Regions from separate parts of the Mus musculus genome. Here region 2 is linked to region 1. The links are chromatin contacts, called in public Hi-C maps. All regions are on one chromosome and are shown on one strand. Each heading gives the region's core, a stretch centred on a gene start, on an enhancer-like site or on the middle of the called end of the contact. The rest is flanking DNA. Distances are from core to core; before and after follow the strand shown. Region 1 overlaps Dync1i2 (dynein cytoplasmic 1 intermediate chain 2). Region 2 has its middle 10 kb from the start of Gm36857.

Region 1 (3,998 bases), core at 515-3,014:
AAATTCAAGTTTCCCTTTCATTCTTTAAGTTGGTGCTGGTAAAATTCCACTGTTTGTGGCTGTCTTTACAAGTGCTTCACCTTGGGAGAGTTGTGATGCCTCTGAGATACTGCCTCAGAGTCAATCTACAGCTGTCTGTATTAAGCTAGTCTTTGTTTATTGTTCAGATGAGGAGGAGGAAGATGATGTAGCAACTCCTAAACCTCCTGTTGAACCTGAAGAAGAGAAAACTTTGAAAAAAGACGAAGAGAATGATAGCAAAGGTACCTTAACATACTTAAGGAATTTTTGTTTTATTTCTGTTTTGCTGAGTTCTTTTTAAACTTGTTTTATTATTTATGAGTTAAAGTAGAGTAAAATGCTCTAAATCAGAGGTGAGTTTCATTTCAAAAGAATATGTGGCATTTCTTGAACCATATTATAATAGTGAGTTGACAGGATTTAATTGGCCTAAATCATACTTTAAAAACAAAGACAAACTCTTTTTCCAGCTCCACCTCATGAACTAACTGAAGAAGAAAAGCAACAGATTTTACACTCAGAAGAATTTTTAAGTTTCTTTGACCATTCTACGAGAATTGTAGAAAGAGCCCTTTCTGAGCAGATTAACATCTTCTTTGACTACAGTGGGAGAGACTTGGAAGACAAAGAAGGGTAATATTTAGTTCTTAAGGTCATAGCTTCTGCAGCCTTAAAAGTATGTTAATATTAAGAATGACACAAGTTATAATGCTGTCTTTTCTGGGGGGGGTGATCTTTTCCTGTAGGGAGATTCAAGCAGGTGCTAAGCTGTCATTAAATCGACAGTTCTTTGATGAGCGTTGGTCAAAGCATCGAGTTGTTAGTTGTTTGGATTGGTCATCCCAGGTAAGTATAAAAAAATCAGTTGTTATAACTCACTTTTTAATTCTAATTAGCATATAGTTTTATTTTGGTTATAAGACTTCTTGTAATTAAATCAGTGTATGTCACGTTAAATAAATAATACTGGGTGGTGTTTCTGACGTTGCCATTGTCACATTGACTCGCGTACCTTAGAAGGAAAAATTGGAACTGCTTTTAGATTTGAAATTCAGGACTTTATGTTCAAACTCAATTTTGCTAATTTAATTATCCACTAACCACTTGTATAAAAATTAAACATTTTAAATGTTAAATTGTGCTAATTTAAAATTAGACTAGCATCTTGGTGAGTGTAACTATGAAGATAATTTTCAGAACAACTTGATAGATAGTTAAGAACATAAAATAGTTCTTACTATTCGTACTTTTCTTTTCCTTCTTGATTCTTGTGAGCAGTATCCAGAATTACTTGTGGCTTCCTATAATAACAATGAAGAGGCTCCTCATGAGCCTGATGGTGTGGCCCTCGTGTGGAATATGAAGTACAAAAAAACTACCCCAGAGTATGTGTTCCACTGCCAGGTAAGGTCGTCCTTCAGCTGTCTTCCCATGTTTAAGGATTCATTCATGAATTTAGACAAGTGCCTTTTTCCTTTTCCCATCAACATGATTTCATTGGACTGGCGTTTACTGAACCACACCATATTTGCAAACAGCTGTCACACACAAAGCTGAGCACTCTTAGTTCAGTATGATCTGCCCTTTTTAGCTTTTCTAATATCTCTTATCATGGTTAAGCACACCTAAAGTCCGTTGCAGTTTTGACTTTCTGTTACTGTGATTGACCATATAGACAGTCTTCTGGAATGCGTTGTTCTCACAGGAAGTGGGACTTACTACAGAATATATAATTAGACCTCAGCCCCTGAATCTCTTAGTCATGGCCGGAGGAGTTGCAACTAAATAGTTTTAAGTAAAAACATGTGGTTGAAGTAGGAAGTAGATGTAGTTTTTTTTAAAGTGGATTTAGCAAAACTTAAAATTTGTGACTCTTACTGATTGTATGAGTTAAAATCTTAATAGTGTCATAATTCAAAATAAATACTTCAAATCAAAACTAATATATTCTTTACTGTCATATTATAGTTAGAGGTCAGTCACAGGCCAACTTTGCTTTAAAAACTGAAATTGATTGAAGCAAGTTTTATTTTGTTTGATAACCATGTAAACATATAAAGATCACATTTGACTTTTGAACAAAAACTACTATAGTTTTTTCTTACAATATTCAAATAGAGTAGATTGTTTTTAAAACTTCTAATACCTTAAGTAATAGGTAAATATTTCCGATAGATTTGTTTTTCTAATTCGTCAGACTTTCCTCACTTAAATCTTAAATACAAAAATTCTGCGTTTTTGCAGTCAGCTGTAATGTCTGCTACATTTGCAAAATTTCATCCGAATCTTGTTGTTGGAGGTACATATTCAGGCCAGATTGTGCTTTGGGATAACCGCAGCAATAAAAGAACTCCTGTCCAGAGAACGCCGCTGTCAGCTGCTGCACACACAGTAAGTAACTAGTTATTTCCCTAGACTTCCGTTGGCCTTCACCACTGACGATATAGTCCTAGGAGAGTGACTTCGATACGCTTCCTTGTATGTGTAGGGTGCATATATCACAAAGTCCTCTGTTTTCTAAGACAACCTCTTATCAATGAACAGAATAGCAACACACTTCATATTAAAGCTAAGTCAGTGATGGGCTGCTGTCCTAGCAGTGCTCAGGGTCCTGGGTTCACCTCCCAAGAGCAACAGAACAAAAGCTGGCAGGTTAACAAACCTGTTTTGATAGGAATTGGAATACCCGTAATTAGACTAATTTTTTTCTGGGTTTTGTTATTGTTTGTTTGTAAATAACCTCTGAAAACTGTTTTATGTCTTTAGCACCCTGTCTACTGTGTAAATGTTGTTGGAACACAAAATGCTCACAATCTGATTAGCATCTCTACTGATGGAAAAATTTGTTCCTGGAGTTTGGACATGCTTTCCCATCCACAGGTATGTTAAACTTAGGAATGTGAAAATTTGAAGTAAAATTAGTTTTCATTTCATATGTACCCCCACGTGCATTTTATCATAAGCTATTTTTATACTATTGCACAGATTATAAATCTAAGTGGTGTGTTGATGGTTTAAATATATCTTACCAAAGCTTTTTCATTTAACTGAGGTAGGTAGGTTTATATTAATAGTATATTAAAACAGTAGCATACAAACTAGTTAAAACTAGAAGATTTGTAATAAAATTTGAAAATAAAGCTTTACAAATTAATTTTCTCATTTTTTTCCTCTAGGATAGCATGGAGTTGGTTCATAAACAGTCAAAGGCAGTAGCTGTAACATCTATGTCTTTCCCTGTTGGAGACGTCAACAACTTTGTTGTGGGCAGTGAAGAAGGTTCTGTGTATACAGCATGCCGCCATGGCAGGTAAACTTAGTAGGAATTAGATGTTGTTTAGAATTTTCCCTTGAGTCATCTCATTGAAACAGCTTGTTCCGTATTTAAGTAGAATCCTCTCCTAGACTTGGGACATTAAATTTGGGCAACGAGAACTTGAGTTAATTTTTTTTTTAGCTGTAGTAGTTTGGATTCATGTGCTTTTGGATTGTGTGTGTTGCAGTATGTTGTAGGGATCTGTGTGTGCTGCATATGCTCACAGAAGTTACTGTAGGAGGTGTGTTCAGCATTAGAAATGCAGTGTGTATGTTCCACATATTGGCCTTCAGGTTCATAAATGTGATTGTCACCTGTTTTCTGTTTAGGTTCATTTGAACTTTGAGTTTTAGTCTGAGCCTTCTGATAATGGTCTAGCAATGTCACTACATATGTTAAGCTGACTAATAGTTCTCCTACTGTTCGGTCTGTTTTGAAATTGTCTAGCTGTTCTTTAAAAGCATTGAACATCTGGACCTCATTTCCAATATAGATTGCCTTCATTTCATTTCAAAGCTTTTAATTTAAAATAGTCCAGATTGTTTCCTACATAGCATCCCTACACAGCATCCTTTGTCCTTGTTTTACCACCATGGATATGGTCTTTTGAGTTCTCTTGTCAACAGCATGGTGTTTATGGCTCTAAAATGCCCCTGCTATA
Region 2 (3,998 bases), core at 625-3,124, 330 kb after region 1:
TTACAACTAACTGTTTATAACCTCAGTTCCACAGGATCCAATGCTTTCTTCTGAACTCTGCAGGCTCCCGGATGCATATAGTACACACCAATTCACAAAGGATCATTCACATTAAACCAACCAACCAACCAACCAACCAAACAGGTGTCACACATCTGTAATTCTAGCACTCAGGAGGTGTGAGGCAGGAGGATTGCCTGGAGTTCCAGGCCAGCCTGGGTTATACAGTGAGTTCAAGGCCAACAACATGTGCTTAAACAAAAGGGAGGGAAAGAAAGCAGTATTTCAAATTGTTACCTTACTTCATGTTTCAAGTTTCCCTGTGACAAAATGCATCTGTCTGTATGCACAGGTATTTCCCCCTACTCATTTTGTTTAATTTCACACACACACACACACACACACACACACACACACACACACACACTTTTATTAGAGATTTTCTAGATATTTTCTTTATTTACATTTCAAATTTTATCCCCTTTCCTCATTTCCCCTCCACCCCCCCCATCCCATCCCCGTTCCCCCTCCCTCACTAACCCACCCACTCCTGCTTCCCTGTCCTGACATTCCCCTACACTGAGGCATCAAGCCTTCACAAGACCAAGGACCTCTCCTCTCATTGATGTCCCACAAGGCCATCCTCTGCTACATATGCAGCTGGAGCCATGGGTCCTTCCATGTGTTTTCTTTGGTTGCTGGTTTAGTCCCAGGGAGCCCTGGAGTTTCTGGTTAGTTCATATTGTTGTTCCTTCTATGGGGCTGCAAACCCCTTCAGCTCCTTGGGTCCTTTCTCTAGCTCCTCCATTAGGGACCCTGTGGTCAGTCCAATGGATGGCTGTGAGCCTCCACTTCTGTATTTGCCAGGTACTGGCAGAGCCTCTCAGGAGACAGCTATATCAGGCTCCTGTCAGCAAGCACTTGTTGGCATCCACAGTAATGTCTGGGTGTGTTGACTGTATATGGGATGAATCCCCATGTGGGACATTCTCTGGATGGCGTTTCTTTCAGTTTCTGCTCCACACTTTGTCTCTGTATCTCCTCCAATGGGTATTTTGAGTCCCACTTCTAAGAAGGAAGCTACTTATATTTTTAAGTTGGCCACCAACACCTCAAACTGAATCTTACATTCTGAGGGTATTTTCCCTTGTAAAATATGTTTTTACTCTATTATCTATTATATATATTTATCTAATATATTATAATATTACATCTATATTATATAAATATTTATATAATTACAGATATTATATGATGCATATTATACATTATATATAACATATCATTATATATAATAGGGACTGAACTAACCAATGGTGGGGCATCCATTGCGCATCACTGGTACGTTGGACAAGGGCGCAGCATTATATACACAGTATTAGCCATTTAATGTTCAATCAACAATAAATGTAAAATCTGAGTGTGAGTGCTGCGGTTGACCCATTACTTCTGTTTTCTGTTTCCTCAACTCAGGGTCGCTTCTGTCTGTACAAGAGGCTAAATGCAGAAGCAGGCAGCTTTAGGTTGAGTCGGCTTGCGCGATTATAAATAGATTTTGCATGATTGTCAGAATCACCCTTGAGAGGAAAGCCAGGGTTCCTTCTTTGGGCTCCCAAACTATCAAAAGTGTGAAAACTGTAAACCAGAACCTCCACCCCACCCCCCTCCCCAAGTCACCAGAACGTCCCAGAACTTTCGTTTTCAGCCACATCATCAGATGTGAGAAAGCAAGAAAGATAATCAGATCTGGCAACGTTGATTTGGCAAATACTCTCCGCCGGCGGCTCCCGGTGTCCCCGGCGGCGGGCGCAGTTTCCCCGCGGCCCGCTGGGTCGCACTGTGGCCTCGGGAAAGAGCCTGACCCGGGCCGGATGGGGAGGGCGGGGCAGCCACCGCAAAGCCTGCGGATGGGACCGCGGGTCCCAGCGGCTGCACCGCTCCAGCCCGCGGGACCCACTCGCGTCACCGTTAGGGACACCGTGGGGTCTCTCATGGATCGGAAGGAGAAATGGCTCCGAGGATCCTGCGTGCGCCCTGAAAGCGCGTGGTCTTGGGCGCGCTCCTTTCCAGAGTGGGCACAGGGCGGCTCTGCGCCATTGCTCTGTCTGCGGTTTATCATATGCTGACACTTGTATTTTGTTAGATACATTTCCCTAGCTTCGTTCCTCCATGGTGAGCCCCCATCATTTAATTTTCCATGCGTTGTCATTGCTTGAATGGGGCATAGAGTCTAAAATACCACAGACCTCTACAATCTTAACGTAATGTTTATTAAATATTTTTAATTAGCTATTTTTTCTTTTAGATTAATTTCTTTCAACTTATGTGTATGCATGTTTTGCCTGCATGCATGCCTGTGCACCATGTACACGCCTGGTGCTAGAAGAGGTGTTGGATCGCCTAGAACAGAACTTGAAGTTGGTTGTGAGCCACCATTTAGGTGCTGGGCTCTGAACCCAGGCCCTCTGCAAAAACAGCAAGTGCTCTTAATCACTGAGCCATCTCTCCAGTCCAATTAGCTTGTTATTAAAATGGGGATTCGAAGGCTGGAGGCTGGCTCTGTGGGTAAAGACACAGTGTAGTCAACCCTGACAACCTTAGCTAATTCCCCAAACCCACACAGTGGAAGTGCAGAACCATTCCAGGAAAGTTATCCTTTGACCTCTCTGTGGGAACACACACAAACACACACACACAGACACACACATACACACACAGAAACACACACACAGACAGACAGACACACACAGAGACACACGACACACAGACACACACACAGACACATACACACACACAGACACACATACACACACACACACACACACACACACACACACACACACACTGATGTTAAAATGGAAAATAGAATGCACGAGGCAGAGAAGTGAATAGCTTTCCTCTTTAGCCAGACCTCCACTGTGTCTGCACACTTCCTCTGGTTTTCTCCCAGATCAAGTTTGTAGCCTTAAAAACAAAACAAAAACAAAAAACAAAAAAACCCTCCTCACCATCAAATCTCGTCGTCATCCTTGACACGCTCCTACCCCATCAAGGATCTTGGAGATGGCTTCACAGGCACGTGTGTAGACACTGCATCCTTTAGGAGTGGCTGCCTGGTGTTCTTTTATACCAGGAACCTATAATTATTCAATCAATCCCTGATTGAAGGATATTGAGTTTGCCCCCAGCCTTTTGCTATTACGAACAATTCTGCTGTGAACATCTGTGCCTGTGACTTGAGTGTGCATCTGCCTCTATAGGAAACGTTTCTAAAAGTTTAATTGTCGCCTTAAAGAATACATGCATTTAAGCCTTTACAGGTCTTTACCAGTTACCCTCCAGACTACTTCCCACCCCCATCCTATAATACTAACTCTAGCTTTACCAAGCTTTAAAAAATTTTCCGAGATATAAAACTAAAATTAGGGCTCTCATGTTTTCATTTGCATCTTTAAAAACATCTTATTGAGGCTTTTCGAACTCGATGGTTAATGTCCTTTGCATTTCTGTTGGGCTTTTGATCGTTTAGGGGTTGCAAAAATAATTCTGTTAATTCATTTTGCAATTAGTATAATGAAATACCAGAGGCAGGCTACCTTTATAAAGAAAAGAGGTTTATTCAGTTCACACATTTGCAGGCTAAAAGTCCAATCAGGATGATACAGGCTCTGTCCTGTTCTTAGCTGCTGAGCTGTCTTTCCTGCCCTATCTTCATGCACTTTTTTTTTTGGAAGAAGCAGATCCACTCCAGTTCCTTCCAGCTTCTATACTTTAGCCCCACCCATCTGTAAAACCTAAGTCTCAGAGTGAGAAACCACTGTAAACTTCAGTCCTCACATCTCAATAGATGCTGTCTAGCAATCCCTCACATGCAAGTGAGGTCTCTGAGGCTCTGTGACCTCAGCACCTTCTAGAGCCCTACCTAAGATGCCCAGCTTGACCCAGGATTCCTCTGGGGAGTTATTGTTGTCACTTGTTATCTGAATTGCACATTCTTT

Evidence for each region. Hi-C and Micro-C count contacts between places; a contact is called where the count stands out from the background.
Region 2: a Hi-C map of the HPC-7 cell line shows a contact between it and region 1, with 2.3 times the contacts expected there. The contact joins two enhancer-like sites. A contact is called at or near these places in 4 of 484 Hi-C or Micro-C datasets (the G1E-ER4 cell line, the HPC-7 cell line, the P5424 cell line and 1 more) and 1 of 115 datasets of contacts at active chromatin or transcription factors (embryonic basal ganglia).

What each region holds. Positions count from the first base shown.
Region 1 is chr2:71,246,522-71,250,519 of GRCm38.p6, forward strand. It overlaps Dync1i2 (dynein cytoplasmic 1 intermediate chain 2), which reads left to right. Exons shown (of 16, transcript NM_010064.4): 6 at 168-263; 7 at 492-654; 8 at 768-867; 9 at 1,300-1,425; 10 at 2,266-2,412; 11 at 2,788-2,901; 12 at 3,198-3,331. Among named protein-coding and RNA genes, the nearest start is that of Dync1i2, 37 kb to the left of the region's middle. Within about 2 kb of position 1,765, at least 9 of the 459 cell types and tissues checked have an H3K27ac peak or open chromatin away from gene starts, as enhancers often do. A contact at or near this core is called in the HPC-7 cell line, where this site is marked.
Region 2 is chr2:71,579,312-71,583,309 of GRCm38.p6, forward strand. No RefSeq gene overlaps it. Among named protein-coding and RNA genes, the nearest start is that of Gm36857, 10 kb to the right of the region's middle. Within about 2 kb of position 1,875, at least 176 of the 459 cell types and tissues checked have an H3K27ac peak or open chromatin away from gene starts, as enhancers often do. A contact at or near this core is called in the HPC-7 cell line, where this site is marked.